2 separate regions of the Gossypium hirsutum genome follow, and region 1 is linked to region 2. The links are chromatin contacts, called in public Hi-C maps. All regions are on one chromosome and are shown on one strand. Each heading gives the region's core, a stretch centred on a gene start, on an enhancer-like site or on the middle of the called end of the contact. The rest is flanking DNA. Distances are from core to core; before and after follow the strand shown.

Region 1 (7,404 bases), core at 2,616-5,115, 110 kb before region 2:
AAAAACATTTAAAAATTAAAATCCTAAGGTTTTAACAATTTAAAGATGACTAATTTATCCAGCATTGTGAAAAAAAACCAAGATTTAAGAGAAAATCAAATAGCCACCACCATGACACAATGTTGGTTTTTGTTTCTGACATTGTCAACAGTTGAGTTGCAAACACCAAGAGAGTGTGAACGCTGTTTCTTGGGCTCTTCATAGTTCCTACCTGAAGGAAACTAGGTAAAAACGATGGACACAAACTTAAAGAAATAGAATCAACTGAAAGGAAGAAAGAACTAAATCATTGATTAACTTCTCATTGATGAATACATGAAAAAATACCATTCTCATTCTTTGGAACGAGTTATATAAGCCTCGTATAAAAAATCTAAAACTGCTTACTGACTTACGTAACTAACTAGCAATTGCTAACTATATGACTTAACATTCACCCAGCTTTCCCGTGGGTAAAACCCAAAGAAGAGTCCGAAACTGAGCAAAAGATGCCACCGAAAGTGGTTTGGTAAGTATGTCGGCTACTTGATCACAAGCTGGAACCTCTCATACTATAATGGACTTATCTGCAACTTTCTCACGGACAAAGAACAGATCCAACTCAACATGTTTGAACTTAGAGTGTAGAACGAGATTAGCTGCAATAGCTACGGCACCTGAACTGTCACACCAAACAGTAAGAGTACCGGCTGACTTGACATGCAGCTCTTGAAGTAACGAAAGCAGCCAAACTACTTCAGTAGTAGCGGTCGCAAGATTCCGATATTCAGCCTCAACTGTAGAGTGAGCAACAACCGGTTGTTTCTTAGACCCCCACACCACGGGAGTAGAACCCAAATAAATACAGAACCTTGAAGTGGACCGGCAATCATCAAAATCAAGCCCCCAGTTGGCATCGGCATAAGCGTTCAGAGACAACCGAGCAGACGGTCGGACAATAACTCCAAAGTCAATAGTACCACAAAGATATGGCAAAATGCGCTTTAGAGCAGTCATATGAACATTGGTAGGGTTATGCGTAAATTGACATATCCGATTTACTGCATAAGCAATATCAGGGCGAGTAAGAACTACGTACTAAAGAGCACCAGCCAGACTTCTGTATTCAGTAAGATCCGCTAAACACTCACCATCGTCTTTATTAACGGTAGATGAGCTCATCATCGGGGTGTGGACACTTTTCGCACTACTCATCGATGCTCAATCAAGTATATCCCGTACATACTTTGCCTCACATAAATAGAGACACCCGGAGGAAGACCGACTGACTTCAATCCCAATGACATAGTGAAGATCACCCATATCCTTGAGAGAGAATTCATCATTGAGCAATTTAACAAACCAATCAATAGTGATAGACATGCTGCCTGTGATAATGATATCATCTACATACACCAGGACATAAAGCGTGGAGTCAGACTGAATACGAATAAATAAGGACACATCAGACTTGGAAACCACGAACCCAATTGACACAAGAAACTGCTTCAGCTTTTGAAACTAGACGCGAGGTGCCTGACGAAGACCGTACAACCCCTTCTTTAGACGACACACAAGTGGTTGACCAGTCGAATCATATTGAACATATCCTGGGGGTTGCTGCATAAACACCTCTGTGTCTAACTTACTATTTAAGAAAACATTATTTACATCTACTTGTCGAAGAGACCACCCTCTGGACACGGCAATTGATAGAATAACGTGAATAGTTACAAGTTTAACAACTGGGCTGAAGGTTTCATTGAAGTCGCACCCAAGTACTTGAGAACAACCCTTGGCAACCAATCTGGCTTTACGCCGGGAAATAGTACCATCAGGATTTCTCTTAAACTTGAACAACCATTTGCACCTAATAATTTTGCGATTTGAAGGTAAAGGAACAAGCTCCCAAGTAGAGTTACGAATAAGAGCATCATACTCTGCCTGAGCAGCAATGCGCCACTCATCAGTAGAAAACGCCTCCAGGATTGTGGATGGTTCCATAACTTCAGCAACCATGGCTTTGGGTTTGAAAATGCCTGCTTTAGCTCGAGTTACCATCGGATAAGTGTTGACAAGGGCCAACACGGTAAAGGAATCAGGAGACAATAAAGGAACACTTTCAGCAGACCGGGTAAAACATTCAGGATCAACAGTCTGAGGATAAGACTCTGGATTAGAACTCAAGCCAGTCGGAGGTGAGCCAGATGGAGACAACCCACTTCCAGCGGAAGATGGATTGGAAACACTTAGGAACTGTGAGGAGGGGTTTACAAAAGGAGCAGATACTCTCTGAACAAGAGGTAAAGTGGTGGAGACGGATATACCAAACTCCCGATCTAAACAGTTGATGTCATTTGGAGGAAAAAAATTTACTCTCATAAAAAACATGTCTGAAAATAAAAATTTTACCATTTGGAATACAACATTGATACCCTTTGTGTTGAGAACTGTAACCCAAAAAAATAGAAGGTTGTGACAGAAACTCCAGCTTATGTGATTCATACGAACGTAAGTAAGGATAACAACAACAACCAAAAACCCGTAAATGATCATACGAAGGAGCACATCTATACAAAGCCTGAAAGGGAGACTGCCCATGTAGAACTGCAATAGGAAGGTGATTGATAATATGTACTGCACAGCAAAACGCGTAACCCCAGTATTCCATAGACAGATTCGCTTGGGCCAACAATGTGAGGCCCATTTCCACAAGGTGTCGATGTTTTCGTTCAGCAACTCTATTTTGTTTAGAAGTATATGGGCAAGTTAAACGATGAACAATCCCTTGAGAGGCCAGAATAGATGTGAAAGCCCGGTATTCTCCACCCCAATCACTCTGAAACTGCTTGATGGGCCTGCTAAACTGCGTCTTGACCATTTATTATCACAAGCAACAACACCGGGTCCTCAAAGATCAGATACAACCAATTCAAAAGGTTGATATGTAGTATTAGATACAGGAAATGGTAATTTATGAGATCTACCTTTTTGACATGCAGTATAGATACATCTATTACAACATTTATTAAGCTTGATATTACATTTGTCTAATATAGTGTGAACAATAGAAGCAGACGGGTGACCAAGACGGTTATGCCACAAACAAACATAGAACAATCTATAGTATTATTAGTAACCTTCGTGTGTACAGCAAACGGAGCATGAACAGGCACAGAAAAATGATATAACTCATCACGAATGTGGCCCTTCAATAGGATTTCTTGGGTTTTGATATCCTTAACAACCCAATATGTAAGATGAAACTAAAAAAACATATCATTATCATTAGCAAATTGAGATACCGACAAAAGATTCTTTCGTATACTGGGCACACATAAAACACTGGACAAATATAACAATTTGGATGGGGTGGGTAAAACACCATTACCGATCGACAATATCTGAGTAGGAGTTCCATCACCCATTAATAGAGAAGACATACCTGAGTATGGCGTGGTGTCATGTAATACCGTTGCATCCCGGTAGACATGATGACTAGCACCCGAGTCAAGATACCAGGATATGGAACCAACAGGCATAGGAATATAGGAACCATTTACATCATCATTGGAACCAACTTGTGCCGTGTTAACATGAGATCCAGAAGCAGAAGTGTCAGAAAAATCGGAGGCATGGATATCACCAACACGAGGTAGCCCAATACATGGATCAGAACTCGAGCACACACGAGCACGGGGTTTTGTGTACCACGAAAGTGAGACACCACCGAGCAGCCTAGCATTCGGACCTAAGCCCCATGAAGGATCAACTTGAACATTATTAGTAGTGGGCAGGGGAGTAGGCGGCCTATGTCCAAGGCACCCCAAGTGGCTGCCAAAAATCAAGCGTCACTTGTCCAAACGCAGGCCCAACAGTAGGTGGAGCATTAGCAACAGGCCTGGGCTCATTATTCAACAACCCAGGTGGCCCACGTGCAGGCTGACCATAGTGAGAATCATCCACTTTATACACCGAATTTTGACCAAGGTAATGTGAATTTTGACCAACAAAAACCTGATTTTGACCAGCACTAGGATAGTAACAAACTTAGGCATTTTCATGTGAGGATAAACCCATTCGTCAGTGCTTATTCCGAACGGCGATACTCAGTCATCCCCAGAGAACAGAGGCGCGGGAGCACGGAAAACACGCGAAGCATTCTGACCATCGTGGTGCACCACTGGAGGCAGCGATGGAGGGTCAGAATCCCTGTGATAACGGTAGTAGCACTGTTGTGTGAGATGCCCAAATCGACTACAGATTTGGCACTGAATTCTAGGCCGAAACGACCGCCCACGAGCATGAGATGATGAACGACCACCACGAATGGCACTCTCTAGGACCGGGGACGACGTAGGCTTAACAAGATTCGCATGGAGAGAGAACTCCTAGACCATACGAGATTGCCGACTTTCGCACTCTACAAGGGTGTTGACGAGGCGTTGAAATAGAATAAGACCAGCGGACAAGGAGGCCGAGGAAACGACTGGCTCAAACTTCGGCGGCAGTCTGGCTAGCATGATCTCAACCTTCTCCTCTTCTGAGATCCGTGAGCCTGAAGTATCCAACAAAGCACAAAGGTTTTTAATCCGAGCAACATAAGAGTGAATAAACATGTTACCTTTCTTGAGGGAATGAAGTTCATGACGAAGACGCGATTGTTTGGCCCTCGTATCAACCGCAAAAAGATCCATCGCCGTGGTTCAAACATCACACGCGGACTTAGCATCAGTGAACGACGGAAGCAGAGAGGCACTGATCGTGGAAAGAAGCCACGAGGTCAAGAATCGGTCCTATTGTTTGAAAACTTGAGCCGATGGATTCAGAACTAGTGAACCATTTGTAGAGTGAACAAATCTAGCTGGCGGAGGTAAGGTACCATCTAACAAACCAAGAAGATCATAACCGTCAAGTATCAACTTGACTTGCTACTGCCATTGCATGTAGGTCTCCTCAGTGAGCTTAATTACCTCATGACGAGGAAAGGAAATGATCATACGATCAGCAGAGAATGACACAAGATTTGGCTCAACCGCAACGGAATCGGTGAAATTAGTAGTGGTCGTAGATCCCAAGATCATCTAGCGAATGATACCATGAAGGAAACTAGGTAAGAACGATGAACACAAACTTAAAGAAATAGAATCAACTGAAAGGAAGAAAGAACTGAATCATTGATTAACTTTTCATTGATGAATACATGAAAAAATACCATTCTCATTCTTTGGAACGAGTTATATAAGCCTCGTAGAACAAATCTGAAACTGCTTACTGACTTACGTAACCAACTAACACCTGCTAACTATATGACTTAACACTACCATATTTGCATCACCGACATGATTCTTCTGCATTGATTTTGGACTTTTCATCTATAGTTTAACATGTTGGCTGAAATTGAACAATTGCAATGGTCGTCGCGTCAACCTGATTAGGTCACAATTTCCTTCACAACTAAGCTTTACATTATCAGGGAATGAGTCGAATGAATGGTATGGGTGTTTTTGGAAGGTGTAAATTAGGAAGGGATGCTAATGTATGTCATGGCTTAATTTATTGAGGGTTAATTTTTAAAAAAAAATTAAGATCAAATTGATATAATGTATAACTGTCAGATGATTAAATTTCTTATTATACCAATTTAGAATGGTCACAAAAGTTTTCCATTGCTTAGTCAATGACAGTTAATGAATGGTATGGGTGTTTTTGGAAGGTGTAAACCAAGAAGGGATGCCCATGTATGTAATGACTTAATTACATAATACGTAAATAATGAGGGTTAATTTTTTAAAAATTTGAGATCAAATTTATATAATGTATAAATTTCATATAGCTAAATTTCATATTTTATCAATTTAGAACTGCCACTTTAGTTTTCTATTACTTAATCAATGACAATTAATGAAAATGGATTAAAAAAGACAAATTATTATAAAATAAAAAAAAGAAACTTAAGCATAGATGAGTAACCTATAATGTAGTTTACCCAAAATATTATTATCTTAAAAAAAAACTAATAGTATATATTCTCCAACCTTATGCTAGGATTAGAATAAAGAGAAGGAAAATAAAGGAAAGTAAGAAAAAGGAAGAATATTTTTTTAAGAAAAAGGAAGAATATTTTTTTGTTGAGATTGGTTTTAAGTTTTTTTTTTAAATTTAAGTAAGGAAAAAAAAAAGCTTCCATAAAATCAGTCTTCATTAACCCAAAATTTGGGAGAAAACTAAGAAAAAAAAAAGTAAAAGCTATAAATTTTCTTTTTTTTATCCTCTTCCTCTTTCATATAAATTATTTTATAAGAAGGTTGTAAATGTAAAAAAAAAAATCATAATAAATCATATTTTCATTTCATGATATTGAATAATATTTTCCTTCTTTTCTCTTTTTCTCTCTTCCTTTATAATATATAATTCAAAGACAGTGTAAAATAAAGGAAGGAAGGAAAAACAACCCTCTTTCCTTCATTTAAACAACTTTTTTTTATTAAGGGTATATTAAAATAATTATTTTTGTTTGTATCAGATTACATTTTAATAATTTATGTTTGAAATATTATGTTTTAGTCACTTATAATATCGTGTTGTAACATTTTAGTTACTGAGCCGTTAATTTCCGCTAATGGTATAATGGTAAACTGATGTGGCATGTTAAATCATCATTTCAAAATTAAATTTTAGGTTAAATTCTACAATTGATCCCTATATTTTTTTCATTTTGAGAAATTTAATTTTTTTATGTTCTTTTAACTTTTATTTATTTATTTTCCATTCTCTTCTGCTTCTCCCTCTGTTTACATTAAAAGAAATGCAGAATGAAGGAAACAGAAGGAGTAGCAAAAGGAAATGGAAAATAAAGAAAAAAAAGGAAAGTTAAAAGAACAAAAAAGAAAAAAAAATTACTCAAAAGAAATAGGAGGACCAATTGTATAAATTAACCTAAAATTTTTGTTGGAAATGATGATTTAACGTGCCACATCAGCTTTTCGTTAAAGACAATTAATGGCTGAGTGACTAAAATGTTACAATGCGATAACATGACTAAAACATAATATTTAAAACATAAATAACTAAAATATAACATGAGATAAATAAAAGTGATTATTTTGATAGTTTATCCTTTTATTACTCCAAATAAAATTAAAATAGTATTGTTGAATTTTATTTATCTAAAATTTGAAAGAAAAGTCGGAGAAAGAAATTAATTTTTATTTTACGATTTTAAATATATTTTTCTTTTAGTAATAATTTACATAAATTATTTTATAAAAATATATATAATTGAAAAAAGTCATTATATTAAATCATTTCCATAATTTTAACCAAAACATATGTTATAAACAAATCTTTTATTTCCCTTTACTAATTTTGTTGAGCATGTTTCGTTAAATTTAAGATATAATTTTCTAGTTAAACTTTGATTAG
Region 2 (6,589 bases), core at 1,700-4,199:
GAATATCTAACTTCAAACCATTAGTGCGAGTCTGACAGCACTAGCTTGACTACACTCAATCAAATCTAAGATCATTAACGAAGAGAGTGGATGCTCTCAGTAATTTATAACTAAGATGTTGCTGAGCTTCTAGAGAGAGAGAATTAATAAATAAAAAAGAATCAATCTTATGCTGGAACTTATAGGCCAAGCAAAAAGAGAAGGGAAGAGAAGCCTGTAAAGATGATGTTTTTATAAAAAATAAGAGCTTAATCTTACCAGCCTTCGGGAATGAAAAGTGCATCTCCCGCTTGAAGAGTAACCTTCTGAGAGTATTCCATGGAACATTGTGCTCTTGGATGAATTGAAAAATCAGGGTTTTCCAAAGCAACAGAGCTGCCAAGACAGTCCCCCCCCCCCAAAAAAAAAAAAAAAAAGAACCAACCAAAGAGCATAGATAATGTTAAAGACATCAAACATTTTAACATGCTAAGAAAGTAAATTTGAAAGTCAATCATGTTGCCAGCCAAGCATTCCTTTTTCATAATCAGAGTAGTTCAAAAAAAGCAAAATAGAAGGAAAGTTAGGTTCTTGATGCAGATAGACAAAGTAGCATACCTATGGTTTGAGGCCTCCCCATATATAGGCATGGGATATAGCATAGGACTTGCAGAAGGGGGCCATAAAACAACTGCAACGCCATATAGTTCATCAAGAAAACAAAAACTCGTTCTAATATTACTCACATAATAAATGCATTGATCAAGAAAGGAAGACAAGCTAGGTGAAAGACGTGTATTCTTATTAACAATCAATGACAAGTAAAGCAGATAGAAACGGACCATTATGGCTTACAAAGGAAAAAAGGACTACCTCGGCTAGGGTTTTTGGGTCTGCAGTATTTATTTACAAACAACTTAAAAACCGTGAGTAAGATAATGAAACTCAAACACCAGCATGTGGACAATATTCCTTATTCAGTCATCCCATATATGAATGACTTAGAAGGAAGTAAAAATGTAATGTCATTGTATGCCTTGTACACAAGCATTCTCAAACACCAGCACGTGGACAATATCCCTTATTCATGCTGTGGTCTGCAAGGTCCTTTCATGATTAAGCATAAGAAGAAAGTTACAGCAGTCCTATATCCAGAGCTGATATGTGCTAGGCAATACAAATTTATGAGTTAGAATGTCATATCCTCCAATCTGGATGTTGATGAAAGTTATGATTCTACAGATTACAAATGAGAACACCTATCTATAGAGAGCTGACCAAGAGAAACAAAAAAACTAACAAATCTATATATTTAATTTGTAAAAACAGAAGATGCACCTTGTTTTCTTCCAGTGATTATACATAGAAGATTATGGTGAGGGTCATAGTGAGCACTTGATCTAGCTTGAGCAATGTTCATCCACAAATTAATTGAAGAAAGATTTTTTTCCTCCAAAATTGCAGGCTGTGCAAATCAAGCAGTTGCAATCAGAATTTCCTAGCATTACTAGTTCTTCTTTAGAGAACTAACTAGTAATAACAAGCAGTTGAGAAAGAAATATGCAGACCAACTGAATGTCCTCCTGTAGAGTTTCCAATTGAACTCTCTCTTCATTCTCAGCATTTATAATTGGAATCTGAATCGGAAGTATAAAAATTCAACAATTACATTCATGCTTAAAAAGAAAATTGAAATGAAGGACACACAGGAAAAGTGAAATCCATCTGGTCTCAACATATTAAATAAACAAAGCAAAAGCAGAAAAAAATGTTAACAGAGACGTCAGTGATCACAGAACTTTGAGTAGCGACCTGTGCTAGGTAGATTTGTTTTGGAGCAGCATCTACAAATGGTGAACAGCCTTGCTCTGTGTCAGATTCTTCAAGTTGATGCCCTTGTGAATTAGAATTAATACTGCAAGAATTACCGACATTTTGCCTATGCCATTTACAAAAGGCAATAAAAGTGGAAAATGGTAATGGAACCTGTAAACAAATGCAAAACCAAATTGATCACAATTCTCGCATCCACCCAAGAGAGAAAATGTATCACAAGCCTCAGTGTATGAAGAACATGAGAATTAGTGAATTACCCTCTCATGGCTTCTAAGATCACCGTAAAACACCGGTGCAGTTTGAGATAACATAGCCTCCACCATGAATGATCCTACCCGTTCCTAAAGTTATACTCAAACAAGAAAAATACTAAAATAAATACTTTAATTGAATATATAAAATGCACAATTCCACTAAAAAAATGTAACTCTAGAAACCATATCCAACATGTATAACGCACTAATTCAAGCTCTTGCCTATTAATTAACTTATTGAATAGACTATCACAGATGTAAATAAAACAAATGTAAAACTAGTGCTACTTTTCTAGATTTGAAACTCAATGCATAATTATGTCTTTCAACATTATATACAAAAATATTATTTACTTCCAAAACGTTATCCATTTTACTAAAAATCCAGCAACTTAAAATATTTTGACTCGAAAAGCGAGCATAAAAATTGTAGTAATTATAAAAGGATAAGCAAACCTCCAGATAACCGAGGCCTCCATTAGAAGGATTCCACTTGGAAACGGCTTTCCAGTCCTTAACGCATCCAACGAACACCTTTCAAAACGAAATAAAAATCAATGAACTAAGATTGAAGCAACTACCGCTTATATAAATTAGCAAAAGGAAAAAAAAAGTTCGGACCAATTTTTCTCGAAAAACGAACAGAGAAAGGGAAAAAAGAAACAAAAAGTTGAGAAAACAGAAAAATTACGGCGGGAACATTTCGAGATTCAATCTGAGAGGCGAACTGTGCAGCTGATGGGAGTTGATCGAAGCTCTGGAGTCGTACAGAGTCTTCCATTTATTTTTTCACTAATTTGTAACAAGCTTTTCACGTTAAAAAAAAAAAAAGCTTTTCAGCCTGAAGAATTTCGTAGTTCGGCCTTTGGATTTTATTTGAGTGAGAAGTGAACCATTGGAGCGTTGAGGCCTGAGAGAGTCCCAACAAGGCTTTCTTAAGTTTCATTTGATTGTAAAAAGCAGGTCTAGGTCTATCATAGACTTTCGATGGCCCTTTCTTTCCAAAGAATACACATCAATGGGCCGAATCATGACTTCTGATTAAATTACTAAAAAAATGCTGATTTTTTTTAAAATTACTAGAATAAGCTGATTTTTGAAATATTTATGGGTATAGACCGATTTAGGACTGAAAGTATTTTTAGGTGAAATCTAGAAAAACGATTTCAGCCGGAAGTACTTTTTGTGTGTCACTAGTAAAACGCTTCCAAACACTTCTAGTTGGAAGCGTTTTCCCCTCAATGGATACTTTTCCAACGACTATTTTGGAAGTGTTTTCCCCTCAATGGATACTTTTCCAACGACTATTTTAAATAGCTGTTGTCCCCTCTCCAATGGTAAAAAAAAAACTATAAAACCCCCACCCTTACTCATTTCTCATAAAATTCTCTCAATTTCTCAAACCACTCTCAAAATTCTTTCAAATTTTCAATTTTTTTTCAAAAATCTAAATTATATTTTCTATTAGATTTTTTATTAATATTTTCTGAAAATATATTTTTTAAATTAATTCGTGTTCTATATAATTAGCAATGGTCGATTCTCTAATCAATCATGATGACAAGTACATTTTCGTCATTCAATTGCAAATGGTAAGAATAAATTTTAATAAATTTCAATTTTTGTTTAATTTTTTATTTCATTGTTATATATTAACTTAATATTTTGATTTTTTACGTAAATAGGCGAAATATCGAATTTTTCAATGCTATATCCGTAATCCACTCAGTCTTCCATCATCGTCGATTGAACATATTTAAGGGAAACCAGTGTTTTGGCACATGGCCCTTGTAGGCCGGGGATGTAAGTTGGACTCAAAACTCGTAGGCGCATTGGTGGAGAGGTGGAGACCCGAGATGCACACATTTCATCTTCCATATGGTGAGTGTACTATCACTCTAGAGGACGTGCATTTACAGTTGGGTTTGACCATAGATGGGTCAGTAGTCACCAGGTCTGTTTAGTCTGGTGAGTGACAAGGCATATGTGGTGAACTTTTGGGTTCAGTTTCGGAAACAATTTACGGAGGTCGGATCAAAATAGCTTGGATAAGAACAACTTTCGCCGCGCTGGATGAGGATTCGACTGAAGTCAAAAGAGAATGACACACTTGGACGTACATCCTTCAGATCATCAAGGGTATCCTAATGCCGGACAAGTCATGAACACTCGTCCATCTAAGATGGTTGTTGAAACTTCAGTTGGAGGTTTGTCGTGTTGGTAACATTGTACCGAGAGATATGTCGAGCGACACAACTAGGAAAAATCAAAATTGGTAGTTGGATTTTACTATTGCAATCATGGATGCGGTACTAATTTTCATTTTTATGTTCTCGAGCAAACTACTTGTATACATTCCCACTCGTAACAAGATAAAATTTAGTAGACATTTTAATAATAAGATTTATTTAAATAAATATTATTATGCTGACAAGTTATTTAAATAGGTGAAACCATGGGCTAAGTTAAGTGGGATTACCTACTGACCTTTAAGATATACGGCTTCTATTAGACCGGCGATTAGAAGCAGAGATATTTTTTTATTTAAATTTGAATTATATAATATTAACGTAGTCTATTTCGTATTTAGTAGTATATATATAGTTAATGTTTTTATCATGTTAATATAGTTTGAATGGACACCATACGAGGATCCGACAATTTGAGAAGTCATCCCCGATGAATTCTTTGTGAATCCCAACATCTGGCTCGTGAAGGTCCCATTGGTAGTGTACGCTACCATTAAGATGCACAAGATTGATAGAGTGTTGTGGCAGTTTAGATTCCGACAATCTATTCCTGTGGCACCTCAAGACCTTAGTGATCTGCATCCTATAAACTTACAGTGGCCAGATGAGATATTGGTTGGTATTCCACTCCCAACATATCAACAGGTGGAATAATTGGTATGATTTCTTACCTACTCGTGAATCTATTATCATTTCGAAGTTAGCATGCAATTCGAAGTACATGCCATGGTCTAGGATCCATGGCAAACCATATTTATACGAAGAAGAAGCGAGGCCTTGGCATCCCCATATGAGTAGGCCACAACGACCCCCTTTAAATCCAAAGGCCGGCGAGGCAGGTCCATTATTAGAGCCCACGTAAGAACCAGCACCGACGACCACAGAATCGATGCCTATACCACCCACCGGTTAGTATGTACTGTCTTATTCTATTGTGTATTCTAACCCTATAATCTTCACACAAGCACCATATATTGCACCACATTTTTCTACTTCTAGTCCTATATCAAATTGGAGTGTAATACATTCGTCCCTGATGTATTACACACCTATGCCATCGGCACCTTTGACGATGAAAATATTGACAATAATGTATAGGTCTTATATGTTCCAGGCACCGACGGAGAGTACACTCGTTATCCCATCAATGTATGGGACTCAACATAGTTATGCTCATTCACTATTTGTGACACAAACACCTCTAGGATCTTTGTTTTGCCAAGCTGGGTCATCTTTCCAACCACCATTTCTAGACTGGAGGATGCATGATGGCAACCAAGAATGCAAGGATCACAATTGACGAAGGCGAAAAAGAAGAGCTACTGAGACCACAACCCTGCCCGAAGGCTGAACCAAGAAGGAATCCAGCGCGCAACCGTCGACAACCCTGATGTGGCACAATCTGATTGATATTTGTTATTATTTCACAAAATTGAAGTTGTAATTTGTTACCATTTCACAAAATGAAAGTTGATATTTGTTATCATTTCACAGAACCATGCGTTTACATTTATAATGGAATTGATATTTGTTTTCTAGTTTGCATCTTCCTTGGTTGATTTGACCTGTTCCGAAAATCCATGTTGTCGAGTATTCGAGTTGATGTTGGTCGACCTTTTATTTTGTGACGTAAGACCTATCAGGTAACAACTTAAATAGAGCGCTCGATACAGGCAACCACATACGATTTGTGTAAATATAAACATTTTAAATATCGAATTCAATAATTGCAATTATTATGTTAAGAATGTAATCAACTTAAAACCCTAACCCTTAAATCCTAACTTTAAAACCCTAACCCTAAACTTTAACACACTAAAAACCCTAAAACCCCAATATAACACGAGGGAAACGCTTCCAAGTGTTTCCCTTAAATCGGCCTATACTTGTAAATATTCCAAAAATCGGCCTATTCTGGTAATTAAAACAAAAGGACATTTTTGAGTAATTTAGTCATTACTTCTTTATTGTAACACTTAAAAAAGAGAGGAAACATGATATGATTTTAAATGGGAAAATTAGGAGTCTCCTATAACGATACAATAAAATATTTTAAAAAAAAACATGTGCTCAATTTTTAAGATTGTTTGTGGAATAAAAAATATAAATCAATGTACTAAATATTCACCCTTTAAAATAATAGTAATAGATAAAAATAGGGTAAATTATATCATTAGTCACTAAATTATTGGTAAGTTTTCGTTTCGGTCACTTAACAGAAAAACAATTTGATTATTGAACTATTTGAAAGTTTTCATTTAAGTCATTAGA

Evidence for each region. Hi-C and Micro-C count contacts between places; a contact is called where the count stands out from the background.
Region 1: a contact with region 2 is called in a Hi-C map of leaf, with 2.2 times the contacts expected there. The contact joins the enhancer-like site here to the promoter of LOC107950900 in region 2. A contact is called at or near these places in 7 of 34 Hi-C or Micro-C datasets (anther, callus, leaf and 1 more).

The regions. Positions count from the first base shown.
Region 1 is chrA08:11,393,507-11,400,910 of Gossypium_hirsutum_v2.1, reverse strand. No RefSeq gene overlaps it. Among protein-coding and RNA genes, the nearest start is that of LOC107951280, 10 kb to the left of the region's middle. Within about 2 kb of position 3,865, at least 5 of the 9 cell types and tissues checked have an H3K27ac peak or open chromatin away from gene starts, as enhancers often do. A contact at or near this core is called in leaf, where this site is marked.
Region 2 is chrA08:11,280,746-11,287,334 of Gossypium_hirsutum_v2.1, reverse strand. LOC107950900 reads right to left here and starts at 2,949. Exons shown (of 16, transcript XR_001698261.2): 1 at 2,761-2,949; 2 at 2,526-2,603; 3 at 2,073-2,156; 4 at 1,792-1,965; 5 at 1,548-1,616; 6 at 1,318-1,444; 7 at 598-670; 8 at 259-375.